Linked DNA regions of Gossypium hirsutum: region 2 is linked to region 1. The links are chromatin contacts, called in public Hi-C maps. All regions are on one chromosome and are shown on one strand. The core of a region is the stretch at or near the end of the contact, and the rest is flanking DNA. Distances in the headings are between cores, read along the strand shown.

Region 1 (7,380 bases), core at 2,355-4,854:
TTTTTTAAAGGTTGCTTATATAAGGATCAAATCTTTTAAAATAATCATACAATGACCTAATCTTTATAAAAGTGCTTACATGAATATCAAACTTTTCAAAATGACCAAATAAGAGCCGAACCTTTTTAGAAGTGCTTAAATAAGGGCATTTCAAATGTCATATATCAAGTTTCAAATTACATTTTTATTATTTTCTTCTTCTTTTTTGAAGTAATATTTGATTAAGTTATTATGCATTATCTTCTAAAAACGTCAATATTCATCAAATTTTTACTACAAACCAAGTTGAAGCGTGTGAAATTTGAGCATTTTGTAAAGGTTAGGCTATTATATGATCATTTGAAAGGTTTGGTGTTTATGTGAACAACCCTTAAAAAATTGAGCCTAATTTAAACATTTAACCAAAATTAAATATTAAAATTAAAACATATATTTTAAAATAAATAGATTTAATTAAATTCAATCATTACAAATAGTAAATTAAATAATCAACTTGGAAAACTAATTAAAATTAACTATGAGGAAAATCAATTTAAAGGAGAACCTATATATTAATATAGAATTCAATTCCAACATGAGATCTCAACATTCTCAATGTCACAAACCCTTTTATTCAAAGAAGAAAACCATAATGGTTAAAGTATATGGGAAGCCCTTGTATTATAAGGACTATATCAAATTAGTCTCTCTATTATTAAATAGTTCAATTAATCATTTATATTGTTAAAAAGAATAAAATAAATCTAAATTGTAATAGATTTAATATTTAGTATATAAAAATTATTTTGAAAAATATTTTTTTCAATTATAATTCAATTCCAAACAAAAGATTTCATTTATAAAACCAGAAAAAAATTAAATATATTAATCTCGTTAAATAATAAATGACATTTTTATATAGTTAATGTTAACTCTATTCCAATTCGGTCTTATTTGATTCTTTTCAATAGTACAGGGACTAAATTGATTCATTTAATAATAGAGGGATGAATTTGAGCATGTCCCTATAATAGGAGTACCTCTCAAATACATTTACCAAAAAATAATAAAGCACACTCCATGTTGCGCGCGTGAGAATCTTGTACAGTATTTCCTTTTTGTTCAAAGGCAAGTCTATCCCAGGAAAATAGATTCCTTAGTTTCAGTGTCATTAAATTGACTGTAATCTAAAATTTGAGATTTGTGCCAATTTATTCTCTAAAACTTATAATCAAAATCTAAAATTTTCAAGACCCAGAATTTTTGAGATTATTGATTTTTAATTAGATTAATTTAATTGAATAAATTATTAAATTTTTTTTAAAAAATCGATTCAATTATTTTAATTGTTTAGATGCAATTGCTCTAATTCTTTATTTTAAATCAATATCTATTTTCAATTTAATTAATATTTTAATCAATTTTTTATTTAACCTACTGATTTGATTGAATTTTGAAATCACTGTAAAAAAAATTATGATTACTTACTTAATATAGAGAAATAATATTTAATTACAATAAAAGAATTTGTCAAAGAAGCTAGTCACATAATATTTAATTACAATATAACTCAAAATTAAAATCTCAAAATTATTTTTTGAGATTATTATTTTCCCATAAGAATCATTTTAACATTATTGTGCTAACATTTATACAATTACTATTCCAAAAAAAAAACTTGAAACAGGAAAATAAATTGCAAAAAGCCTTGTCTATTTTCAAAGGTAATTAAGAAAACATTACAGTGGACAAATTACAATTGTGAATTTAAATATAAAACCATAAATAAAAATAAAGGGGAAAAAAATGATAACAAAGGTGAAGATACCTTTGGAAATTTCTCAGCACAACTTTATGACAGCAAAATTTGTTCATTATTGCTACAAATTGTAAGTGGCTGAGATTATGACAATTTTTTGGACCCACTAATTTAATAATAATAATAATAATAATTATAATGTACTCCCCCAAAAAATCTTTAATTAATTAATTAATTAATTTTTCTTCCCCTCTTCACCGCCTTCTTCCAAGTAAGCCTTCTTTCTCCTATCAACACCAGCAAACAAACAAATCACAAGGAAAAACGTGGCGTACATCCCATGGACCTTCCAATTAGTCTTAGGCGGTTGATGCAAAACCACTCTATGAAACACCGCCACGTAGTAATGCAACCCGACGGCAAATCCCACGAATATCTGACCCAAACCCAACATCTTGGATCCGAGACCCGACTCCGTCGAGAAAACCAGTATCAAATACATCAACAGCAGCAACAAGTAAAGCACGTACCCAAGCGTTTGAAGCACTTGTAAACACACGTAGGTCGACGGCGAAGTGGCGTAAAAGAACTTAAGCGGCTCAAGTCCGGTGACGAGGGAGGTAAGGCAAAGGATTGAAAAGTAAATCGAGAGGTAAATTTGGATGAAGATGAGAATCTTTTGGAGTGAAAAATAAGCTTTGATGCGGTTAAAAATGAGGGAAACTAATAGTAAAGGGATTAAAAGGAAAGCACAAGAGATTACAGTAGCAATGGTGGGAGCATGTTTGTTGCCGACATATGGTTTGAACTGTTTGGTGAACTCTTTGTTGTATTTGTTGATGTAAACTTTCGAGGTTGTCGAGATTCTCTCCAGGTCCGGTATAAGTGTTTGCTGGAACTTAGCCGGTAGATCCCGGAACTCCGACACTAAATCCGATTCATCATCGTCGTCGACCCAACTGGGTTGCTTCTTTTGTTGTTTCTGAATCTGGGCTGTTGTCGGTTTCTTTTCAGGTTTTGAAGATGGAACCGGTGTTTTCGTGGTTGTTTTGTTCTTGGGAGAGCTTAATTTGAGCAGATCCGAAGCTTTTGGTGTTGTGGAATTCAGTTTCTTCACCTTGGAAGTTGAATTAAGCTTCTTGGGAATGGAACTCGACACCGTTGGCTTTGCAGTTTTGGTCGAGTTGGTCGGTTTCAAAACCTTGGTTTGGTTCTTGGCCGACAAATTCGACGTTTTGGTTGATACATTCAATGATTTAACGAGCTTGGTTTGGTTCTTGGTGGATACATTCACTGATTTAACCAGCTTGGTTTGGTTCTTGGTGGATACATTTGATGGTTTAACAAGCTTGGTTTGGTTCTTCTTGTTGGAAAAATTGGAGCTTTTCTTCTTCAACACCAACTGTTCATCTTCTTCTTCGAGCTCCAACAATCTTCTTCCACCGCCACCAAACCGAGTGGTTCGAAGCTCGTGGCTATCAACAATGGAGGTACAAACCAGCAACGAAATCAACATAAAGAAAGCAAGGTAAAGCAAAAATACCTTACGGAAATTGAAGTACAATAGTGGAGCCATTGTTGGTGAAAACTGAGAACTCTCTCTATGCCTTTGAAAGATAAAAAAGAAAAAAAATGATCCAATGATTTTTTTTTAAGGCTTTGGATTGGATCTAAAAGTATTGCACTAAGAAAAAATAAATAAAAGAGAAAAAATAAAATAAGAGTGTTTATATATCGGTGTAGATTTACGTGAAAGGGTAATGAGGGACTTTAATTGAAAAGTGGGAAAAAGATGAGGTCACACTCACATGGTACTAAAGTGAAAATTGTTAAAAAAGGTAATGAAAAAACAAAAATGTATGCTTTAATTACACTATTAAACGCGGTTTTCGCACTGTTCCCCTCGCTTCTTATATTGCCTCACTCTCTCACTCTGTCAGTAAAAATGTCCCTAAACTATTCTTCAATTCCTAGATTGGTCCTTTTAAGTGTTTTAAGTCAGATGATTTCAGATGTATCACGCAGCATCTCATAAGAAAGTATTAATTGTCATGTTTTTATTGGCTGATATCGTTTTTTGATAAATTGATGGTTTAGCGACTAAATTTGACCAAAAAAAATTGAAGGATCAATCTAGGAATTGAAGTATTGTTTAGGGGTAAAAAATAATTGTTAAAATAAAGGTTAATCCACTAGGCATTCTCCCACTATTCTGCTTGGTTTGTAAATTTTAAAACGATCCGGTTATGATCTTGAAGTGTGACCATTGTATCAATCAACAAGGGAGGCACCAATGGGGTAGGTAACGGCTTCAATCCCTTTAGGTCCTTAACATTTGTAATTTTAAGCCCCCAAAATTTTACAATTTAATTTTTCCCTCCGACTATAAAATTTTTAGCTTTATCTCTATCAATTATGTCTCTTTGTTAGTTTAATTGTCAACTTAAACATTAAATGTCAATTTTTAAATCTAACGTGAATTAAATTATTAACATGTATAAATAACTTAAATTTGACATGTTAAAGAGAAAATTCACCTCGCATTTAAGTAAAAAAAGAGTATTAATAATTCTTCAAGTTGAATAATGGAATTCAACTACGGTGCTTTGGAGTTTAGGCGACGACTTTTACATCACAGATCATCTTCCATTCCTTACATAGTGGAAAATTTTGACTGATTTTTGGGTTGAAAGAGAAAAGAAAAAAGAAAATTGTTCAGAATAAGCCAAAGAACCAACCACCTTTCTTATTAGGGTTGATTATTAATACCCTTTTGAAAGGGACAGAAGAAGACAGTCCTACAATTTTTACTTAGTAAAACCAAACCTTCATCTTTGGACATTGATAATATATATTCGGCAGATTCATCATGGGTGATGCTAGCAAATATTGTTGAAGTAGTTGGAATTAAATTATATATTTTTATGATAGTAAAAATATAATTTTATTATTTTAATAGTCTATATCTTTATAATTTTTAAAAAATTAAATTAAAATTTTATTATTTTTAAAAGAATAAAATATAATTTTACTATTACTAATTTAAAATTTTATAAATTTATAAAATACTTAAATAAAAAATTTTTATTTTAGAAAAGATCAGAATCTCTATCAAAGTTTAAAAACTTTATTGATAATATACTAAATATTTTCTCTGACATTAATGAATTCTTAAGCATTTTAAGAATCTGGGTCATATAAATGAAAAGAATAATAATAATAATAATAAACCTAAATATTTTGGTTAGTTTGACCTAAAAACTAAAAGGTACTTTTCGTTACTACGATTTCAATGGGTAAATGAAAAACTTGAATGAGAACAAATCAAGTTAATGGTATTAAGCGGTTGTTTTTGACTTCCTTTTTTTGGGGTTTGACCTTTGTGTTCCATTATTACATTATACAATAGCTTATGCAGAAATAACAAAACCCGGTGTAAAAAAATAGTTTCCAAATTAAAGCTGAAAACTCAATGGATTCACTCTTTTTTATGCTAAAAGTTACAATGTTAGATGTGGGACTTTAGGCTGGGTTCTCACTTCTCTTTGAAGTCTCAAGTCTAAGTCATTTCTCAACTCACCTAGGCTAATTTTATTATTATTTCAGTTTATGAATTTCACAAAATCGAATTAAAATTTTTAAATATAATGATTATATATTTATTATACTTAAAAAAGATAAAGCGTGTTTTAATACCAATTGAATTAAGATTATATTAACATATATTTAATATCAAATTTTAAATAAATAAATTTAGAGCTAAGAAATTAAATTATTGGGATAAAACTATTCCAAATTAAGGAATAAATAGAAGCATGAAAGATAAAAAAAATATTGAAAATAATTAAAATGTCACAAATATAGGCACGATATATAATTAAACTTTAACTTTTAACTTTTTAGAGGAGATGGATAGAGATTGTTCTACTAGATGTGTTAAAAAATTTAATGCACAAAGTTCGAGTCGTAAATTGATTTTAAAAATCTAGTCAAATTTTACTTCTAACTTTGAAAAGATTACAATATCTTAAATTTCTTTAATACAGATAAATTTTTTTTAATTATTCTCTGTGATGGAGCTTCAATTTAATGGTTGTTTAGACTTGATCTTTGAAAGATGTGATTTGCTTCAAGGGTCGTCGAGACTTAATTTTAAATTAATAATATTCGCTTCAAAGGTTGTCAAGACTTGATCTTAAAAATGGGTTTGGGGAGAGTTTGGATCCAAAGGTCATCAAGACTTGATCTTGGATGGTTGAACCTGCTTCAAGTGTCGTGATGGCTTGCTCTTGAAATAGGTTCTAACCTCCTTCCCTTAGTTGAATCGAACTGATGTGACATTCTTCAAATTTTCTTCAAGTTCTTGAGTTTCTTCAGATACTTTTGCCGAAAATCTCTGGACATATTAAACTAGTGATGTGTGTTGAATGGTTTAGATGTGATCTTTTTTTGTAGCAAGTCAGTCGAGTAAAAGAGAGTTCTTGAAGAATTTAACTTCCTCATTTGAGTATTCTACAAAAATTAAGCTCTTTTTATTATTATTTATCTCATATTAATATAATTAATCAGAGATAAAATCATTCTTAAAAAACATGGGTTTTCTTGTAGCACCCCTAACCTATATCCGTCACCAGAATAAGATTTTGAAGCATTACCGAAGTTTATCGATCAAATAGGCAGAATTCTCAAACATTTCATATCATCAAAATAGGTCATAAAGCATCATTTTAATCCAATTTATAAACATACCAAATCCGAATCAATTTGTGTAGTTCATGAGCACTTAAACATAGAATTAAATTCACTTGCACCTATCTAGATTTAGTTCAATTTACCATGCCATAATATGGCTTAAAAAACAAACACATATTTATATGTATAAAACCAACCAATATTAAACTTATAATCTAATTTACATTCAATCCACAAAATAACTATTATTTAGACACCTTAGGTACATGCTGACACAAAAGAGTAATCATCACCACGTTTGAGTTTGAGAGTGTTGTTGGATGCTGAATCGACGATCAAATTTGAAGTACCTAATCTGCACACGGAAAACAAAACCGTACCCTTAGTAAAACTCAGTGGTATTTCTATAATCCAAATATTTAAAGACAAGATAATATAATATGTATATTTTAATTATAAGCACATTTGAATATTTAAGACCACATTTATTCATACAGTGACATTAGGCATTCAATATTCAATTCATAAATACATCATTTTATACCATTCTCAAATCTCATCACTTGCTATATAATAGCTTTTCATAATTTAATATATGTATCATTTAAACAATAATATTATTCAATCCATAACCAATTCATGAATACGTAATTCATTTGTCTCATTTTCATGTTTCAATTCACTATCTCATTTTCATTCACATACAATATCATCCAATATCAATCATAGTACTATTTTATTTAATTACCCTATTAACACGACTCGAACTCGGACGGATACACGGATCCAACCAACACATCAGTTTGGCACCCAATGCTTCATCAGATAAATCTGAAGTAATAACTACGCCCAGTGCTATATAAATTTGGCACCTAGTGCCTCATCGACTCGAAATCGAAGAAAATCCTTGAACTCTTCTAATCCTATGGCATGCCATCTATATCCGATTT
Region 2 (7,380 bases), core at 2,171-4,670, 160 kb after region 1:
TTACGGTATTGAATTGTATATACGTTTCGAGGTGTGGTAATTAGATTGCTAAAAATAAGAAAATATAATAGGAATGAGACTCAGACCTATAGGTTGGAGTACTAACGCTAAACCATTGAGCTTGTTGCTCATTTCTAGTTTATTTTAGACACTTAATCGTATATATGTGTTAAGGCATTTTTACCGAATATTTATGAAATTAAAAGGAGAAGGGCTCTAACTTAGGTTAAATGAAGGGGGAAGCTAGTTCTTAACCATTAGGCCAAAGCTTATTTCTTACTTAAGTTTTACTCCTAACCGTATATATTTTATTGTGGCTTTTATGCTAGATTGCTAAAATTAAAAGGACAAAAATGGGAAAAAGGTAGCTTGAACCTAGAACTTCTAGGATAATGCCCTAAACACTTAATCATTCAACCATATACATTTTCTTGGTTAATTATTTCAGCTAACCGCCTATCTTTTCGAGGCATGACAAACATAATATATGAAAATAATATAATATATTATATGATTAGGAAAAAGACCAAATCAAGTTCAAGCTTTAAATGTTGGAGTCCAAGCTGAACTCATATTTTAAATAGAATTAAATTTTTTTGTCTAAACTCATTTTTTTCCATATAATATTTCACTTTAAAAACTCCTAAATATCAAGTCAGATTTCAAAATTTAACAAATAATCTGACTTTTAAGCAGATCTAGTTCGAATTCTAACATTTGTAATATGTTCAAAACCCAAGAATTTTCTTAATTATACATTTGAAAATTTGTGCAAGAAATAATATAAAACTCATACCTTCCAACAAAACTAGACATGTTTTAAACAAAAAATAGAGATTCAATGCCAAGCACAAAAGTCTATAGAGGTTTAACATGAAAAATTGCCCCCATTTAGAACCCACAATGAGAGGGAATCAAATTGGATTGATTTGTTATGCTTTAATAAAACATGAAATTTCATAGATTACATCAAAATTTTGTTTAATGAACACTGTTCAAGAGACAAGGAGTGATGTTTTAACAGAAAATATTAAAAAGCCGTATAAAGGGCCAAATGGAAAATTAACATGTGAAGAACCGTACCGAATCAAACATCTACACATGCAAACCATATAAGTAGATTTTCTTTAAAATTGATTAAAAATTATATTTGGTTTGAAGAGAAATATTAATAATAATAATATACTGGTATTTTCTTTAATAATTACTGTTATTTTTATCTATTTCTATCAATACTAAGTTGATGATATTAACATGTGATTATAAATTTAAACAAAATATAGATAATAACAAATATTAATATAATATATATTAAAAATTATAATTCAATCTTTTTTTATAAATAATGAAATTAAACTTTAATCTTTAAAATTAAAAGAATAATTATTTAATTATTTAAAATTATGAAATCTCTCACTAATTTATAACTCATGTCACGCGATATAAAACTAATTTTTATGCAAATAATTAAAATTTTATTAAGTTTTATGACATAAATTTTTTTCTTTGTTATCTATTTTATATACAAGTTTTTATGCAAATAATTCAAAACTTTTTTTAATTTTAATTTTGTTTTGTTTTTACAGATTTTCTTTTCTCAAACAACTTTCTGTCACATTCCTTTTTATATTTATTTAATAAATTTGATTTATTAAAATTAAATTAAAATATATTCAAATAAATTGTAGGAATATTTACTAGTTTTTTTTTTTAACAATAATGGAACCAAACATAAACAGTTGAAGCACTCCAACGGCCATTGCTAGGATAATTAAAAAACAGTACCAGCAAGACCAGTGTCTTTAGAAAGGAGATACCTCTTGCGCTTACAACATATATATTTTTTAACATGATACAAATTCTAAACTGATACCCCTAATTTAAAAACCTCCATTGATCTTCCACAAATGTCAAAAATCCCATTGTAGACAGACCACTAGAGACACTAAGGAAAAAAACATGACGAAGGTAAAAGATGCTTAGACCTAAGAAAATACAAGAAATTACATGATAGTTGTGTTTTTAGGGACTCAAATGGCTTCCCAATCGATTTCCAGTGATGGGAACTTATCTAAACTGAAGTTTTCAATTTCATTGTCTTCCCATTTGGAATCAGAGAAATCAAAGAAAGTGATATCAGATTCTGGTGAAGATAATGATCCTGCTAATGATGATTCATCAACTGATGATGATGATGATGATGATGAGTTGTCTTGTTTATGATCAAACTCCTCGGTTTTGATGGGGTAATGAAACTCAGCGGCCTTGGGGAGGGTCTTCGTCTTCACTGGATTGCCTTGTGCTTGTAAGCTTTGACAGATAGCCTGAAGCTTAGCATCAACCGAGGCATGGAGGGGTTTGTAGTCACCAAACTCGCCAAAAACATGAGCTCCTTGGTGCTTAAGGTGGGGAAAATTCAGCCTAGCGAACTCTCCTCTAAGCTTATAAGCAGCCTTGTCGTAAGCCAAGGCTGCTTCTTCAGCTGTGTCGAAAGTGCCAAGCCAAAGTCGTGTTCGGTTCTTAGGGAGTCTAATTTCAGCCACCCATTTGCCCCAATGCCTCTGTCTCACACCCCTATAAAGCTTCGCAGCTTTTGGTGGGGTGGAAGAGACATGTTTCATAGGAACAGGCTTTGGTGAAAGAAAGCCCACCCTTGGGTTCTCAAAGGTTGTTGTTGGTGGTGTTGCAACAGCCGCCATGGAAGCAACCTGTTGCTGCTGTTGTTGATGTAATATTTGGGATTGAATTTGAAGGATTTGAGAAGGGGTGAGTTCGTTAAGCCCAAGTGAACTACCTGTTTGCTCAAAACCCAACATGTTCTTGTCATAGTTAGAGAACCCATGGTTTGAAAACAAGTGGGTACTACCGTTCAATGGGGAGCAATATTCAGGGTACAAATTGGGCTGTGAGGGAGAAGAAGAAGAAGAAGAAGAAGAAGAAGAAGAAGAAGCACTTTTCATAAAAGGTTCAAGTGCTTTCATTAACTCTTCTCTTAAAGGATCATAAAAAACTGAGTTTCTGCTACTATTATACATATCTATAACAGCTGCCATATCCAAAAAAACAGACCTGTTTCTTAATCAAAACCAAAGAACAGGCAAAACCCAACTTTGAGGGACCAAAAATAAACCCTCTTAGCTGATCAAAGTAAAGATTAAAACTTTATAATTTAAAAGAAAAACCCAAACCTGGATCTCTAATCTGAATCACCTGGCTTTCAAAAAGAACAGATTTTTTCCTTTTTTTTTTCAGCTTGAAAGACAGAAAGGGATTCAGAGAAGCTGGGAATTAAAGAAAAAAAGGGGGAATTAAGGAAAAAAAAAACTGAATGATTGGACACTGCAACAAAATCTGAATAATCTCTCTCTCTCTCCTTTTTTTTTTTTTTTGTGGCCTCACCTTGCTGTTTTACACTCTTGGATTTCAAGCGGTAAAGCTTATCACTACTTATATAACCTTCTAGCCCCCCATGTGCTTCTCTATTAATTTTCTTTACATTAAATTATTATTTTTGTTAATTATTAGTTTAATTATAAGATAATTTAAATTTAAATTTATCACCTTTCGTTCTTGTCAACTTCAAAGATGCTTTTTTTATTCGATTGGAAGGGGGTGACGATGGAGGGTACCTCATCGCCAATTTTGCTGCCATTTTTACTTTGAAGGGTTAACCGAGAAGTGTCGGTTTCTTAACGGTGCTTTACACGTGTGAAGTTTTGATTGGGAAAAAGATTTTGTTGACCTGGCATTCCTTTCCTTGCCACGTTGCCACTTCAATCAGTGTTATCATGAATACTTTGGCTGTGATTTTATGTTTCTTTGTAGCCATCTTCGATCAAGATAATTAGTTAGCAACAACCGTCTAAGGGTTAGATTATATTTTATTAATTTTATTTAAAAAGGATGTAAAATAATTTTTGTATTATTTTTTTATTAAAAGTTTTACCAATTTTTATAATTAAATAATTATATATGGCGTAAATAAAATAAAATATAATTAACATAAAAATAATTTACTAAATTCATTAGTAAATGAGACAAAATACAATTTATCTCTTACTATAAAAATCGGCTCAAATGTTAAGGTTATGCTAATTAGATTTTTGTAAATTATATGTGAATTTTTAGTTTAAATTTAATTTGATTTAAATCTTTATTATGTATAGTTCTTGTATAGGTCATACTTTATAATTGTTTATTTTAGTAATAGTTACTCATATGTATATTATTTGTACTTATTGTACTCATAATTTTTTATTAAAAAAATCAAAAAAATGTTTTGGGTTTAAATTTTTCTCTGTCTATTTTGTAAAAAAAAAACAATTTTTTATAATTTCTTTTAATTTTGATACTGAGCAAATTGGTTCTTATTATTTTTTTTAAAATAGAGCAATTTAATCTTTGTCAAATTTAAAAGTGAATAATTAAAGACAATTCATCGCAACATTAAATTTTCATCAATTGTATAATTTTTTATTGGTATAATAATAAACTTAACTCTCAAGTTTAAACATTATGTCAATTTGGTATTGATTTAATAAATTTGTTATTATACCAATAAAAATATGTTTAATTGATAGAAAATATTAATATTGTGATTAATTATACTTAATTTCTCATTTTCTAAATTAAAAAATTACTTTACTTCAATATTTTTAGAAATTAACCAATTTATTTAATATTAAAATGGAGAGAAATTAGAAAATTATATTTACCTCAATTTTGTATATAGAACTTTAATTGGAAAATCAATGTAACAAAACTTGAATATGTTTAAATAAATGATTTATATGTTAGAGCAAAAATATAACAAACAAAAAAACTACAAATCCCAGAAATTAAAGTTGAAATATGAACAAGAAAAGAAAGAAACTAAGTGGAAATAATTATTAATAAAAACAAAATATTGAAATAAAACCAATGTGGATACAATGATGAAAAAGTTGAATTTTTTTGTTAATGATTCAAGGGATAATCTAACTTTTAACCCTTAAAATTTATAACTACCTCTATATTGGTTCCTAAATTTTTTTATTATCTATTTTGGTTCTTGAATTTAAAAAATGGGGAATAATATAACTTTTAGCCCATAAACTTTGTAAGTAAGTCTACATAGACTCTTGAACTTTTTTTTTATCCATTTTTACCCCTGAACTTGAAAATTGTTATTCATTTAAGCTTATTCTGTTAATGACCGCAAAAAAAAAGGAGATAATGTAACTTTTGGCCTTTGAACTTGACAACTAGGTCCATTTTGATTCCTGAACTTAAAAATTTTAAAAGTGTGGTGATGTGGCACTTTGAGATTATGCCACATCAACACTTGAAAAAAAATATGATGATGTAGTACAATTTCAGAGTGTCATACTTAATATTTTAATAATTGAATCGATGATTAAACATGTTAAACCACTGGTTCAATCGTCGGATCAACAATAATTAAATAAATAATTAAAATTTCATAAAAATCTAAAAAGCCAAGTAAAACCAATTTTTATTTATTTTACTTTTTTTTAGATTTTTATTATTTATTTAATTATTTTTGGTCCGACTATGGAACCGATCAAAATGATTAAATCTAAAACTAGTGGGCTAACTTGTTCAACCGTTGGTTCAATTATTAAAACATCAAATATGACATTCTAAGATTGTACCACATCATCTTTTTTCTTCTTTTTTTTCAAACTCAGAATGCCACATCATCAAAATTTTAGAAATTTCAAGGTCATGGATCAAAATAGATCTAATTGTCAAGTTCATGTGCCAAAGTCAACTAAAAAAAGTGTAGGTACTAAAGTGAACCTAGTTATCAAATTCAAGTGCCAAAAATTCAAAAGCAAATGCAAACTATGATTAAGGTAATAACAGTTATATTAATATTATTAATTATATCAGATTAAATTTAATCAAGTAGCCACAGATGACAAAACCCAAGAGCTAATGAGAGGTCGACAATTTTCTTTTCATTAAATTCTCAAAGGATAAAATTTAGATAATTATCGATTATAATATTATATGTGTTGAATGTAATTTTATGTATTTATAGTTTATAATTTAATAAATAACAAAATTATATTTTATATAATAAATATAAAATTATATTATTTAAAATAATAATTAAAAACTATAATTAAAATATATAATTATTTTGATGTTTCAAATATAATAAAAATAAAAAATGAATATAATCATTTTTTCTTAATAGTAACTTCATTGATTATAATAGTTAATACATAACAAATAGTTAATATAAACATATTATATTATATAAATATATTATTTAATACACCATAAACGGAATTATTTGACTGCACTTGTAGAATTAAAATAACTCTATTGTCTGTATATAAAACAATGTTAAAATTTTTGATCAATTTAACCCATGCTAATGTAAAAATAGGTAATTTTTATTCTTGTTTTTTCACGTAACGCATTGATGGCTCCTCCTCCAAACAATGTTATCTCTAATGTTTAAAGTTGTATTTTCTCATTGAAAATGTAATATATTTTATACTAAATACTTGTTGTTGTTTTTTTTTTTGTTTACTTTAAGGGTGAATTTGAATGGACGATACGTTTATTTGTGATTAGTATAAAAATAATAATAAAATAAAATTAAATACTATACTAAAACTGTAACATTAAAAAAAGCAAACCAAACATATTGCAGCGCATCCAATCATCCATCCATACTCACAATAAATCTAAAATATATTCTAAATCTCATTCCCATTGAATATAAAGCCAGTAACCATGGTTAAATGGAAAAACAAAGTCAAAACTATGAGAAATGGAAGAAAAAGAAAGGGTGGGGTCAAATCAAAGATTGCGTAGGATAGAAGCGAGAAGGATCCCAAATTCCCCAATATTCCAATTCCAAACCATTAAATTTATATTAGATTCTACCATATACTAATTTAAAGATTACTTGCATAAACATCCATTTTTCTAAAATGGTGTTATTAATAAAAGTTTTTTACAAAACACTAAAAAAAATATTATTTAAAATCTGATAATTTGAGTACTTTTCGAAAATATTTGATTTTTTTTAAAAATTTAACCCTTAAGTGAGCAATTCTAAAAAGTTGAGCCCAATTTTGAAAATTTACCCTAAAAAATTTTGATGGTGCTATAGATGGTGGACCTACTTTGACGCGCATACACGTCGGTTCCTACGTGGACATCACTTTCAAGCCACGCAAAGTATCTTCATTTTCAAATCACTCCTTCCATTATTTTTCCTAAAGCTCAAATTAAACGTGTCATGTTCCATTCATGTCCTCTGGGTTTTGAGATTTAATCATGAATTTGAAATCCCAATTGCTTCACTTATTTTACAATAATACTACCAAATCTTAATCATCAAGGTTTTTTTTTCTT

Evidence for each region. Hi-C and Micro-C count contacts between places; a contact is called where the count stands out from the background.
Region 2: a Hi-C map of leaf shows a contact between it and region 1, with 2.6 times the contacts expected there. The contact joins the promoter of LOC121208719 here to the promoter of LOC107937238 in region 1. A contact is called at or near these places in 2 of 34 Hi-C or Micro-C datasets (hypocotyl and leaf).

Annotation. Positions count from the first base shown.
Region 1 is chrA02:103,425,428-103,432,807 of Gossypium_hirsutum_v2.1, forward strand. LOC107937238 reads right to left here and starts at 3,605. Exons shown (of 1, transcript XM_016870088.2): 1 at 1,672-3,605. The coding sequence starts at 3,314. The coding sequence ends at 1,974.
Region 2 is chrA02:103,586,251-103,593,630 of Gossypium_hirsutum_v2.1, forward strand. It overlaps LOC121208719 (ethylene-responsive transcription factor ERF060), which reads right to left and starts at 3,421. Exons shown (of 1, transcript XM_041079763.1): 1 at 1,683-3,421. The coding sequence starts at 3,053. The coding sequence ends at 2,031.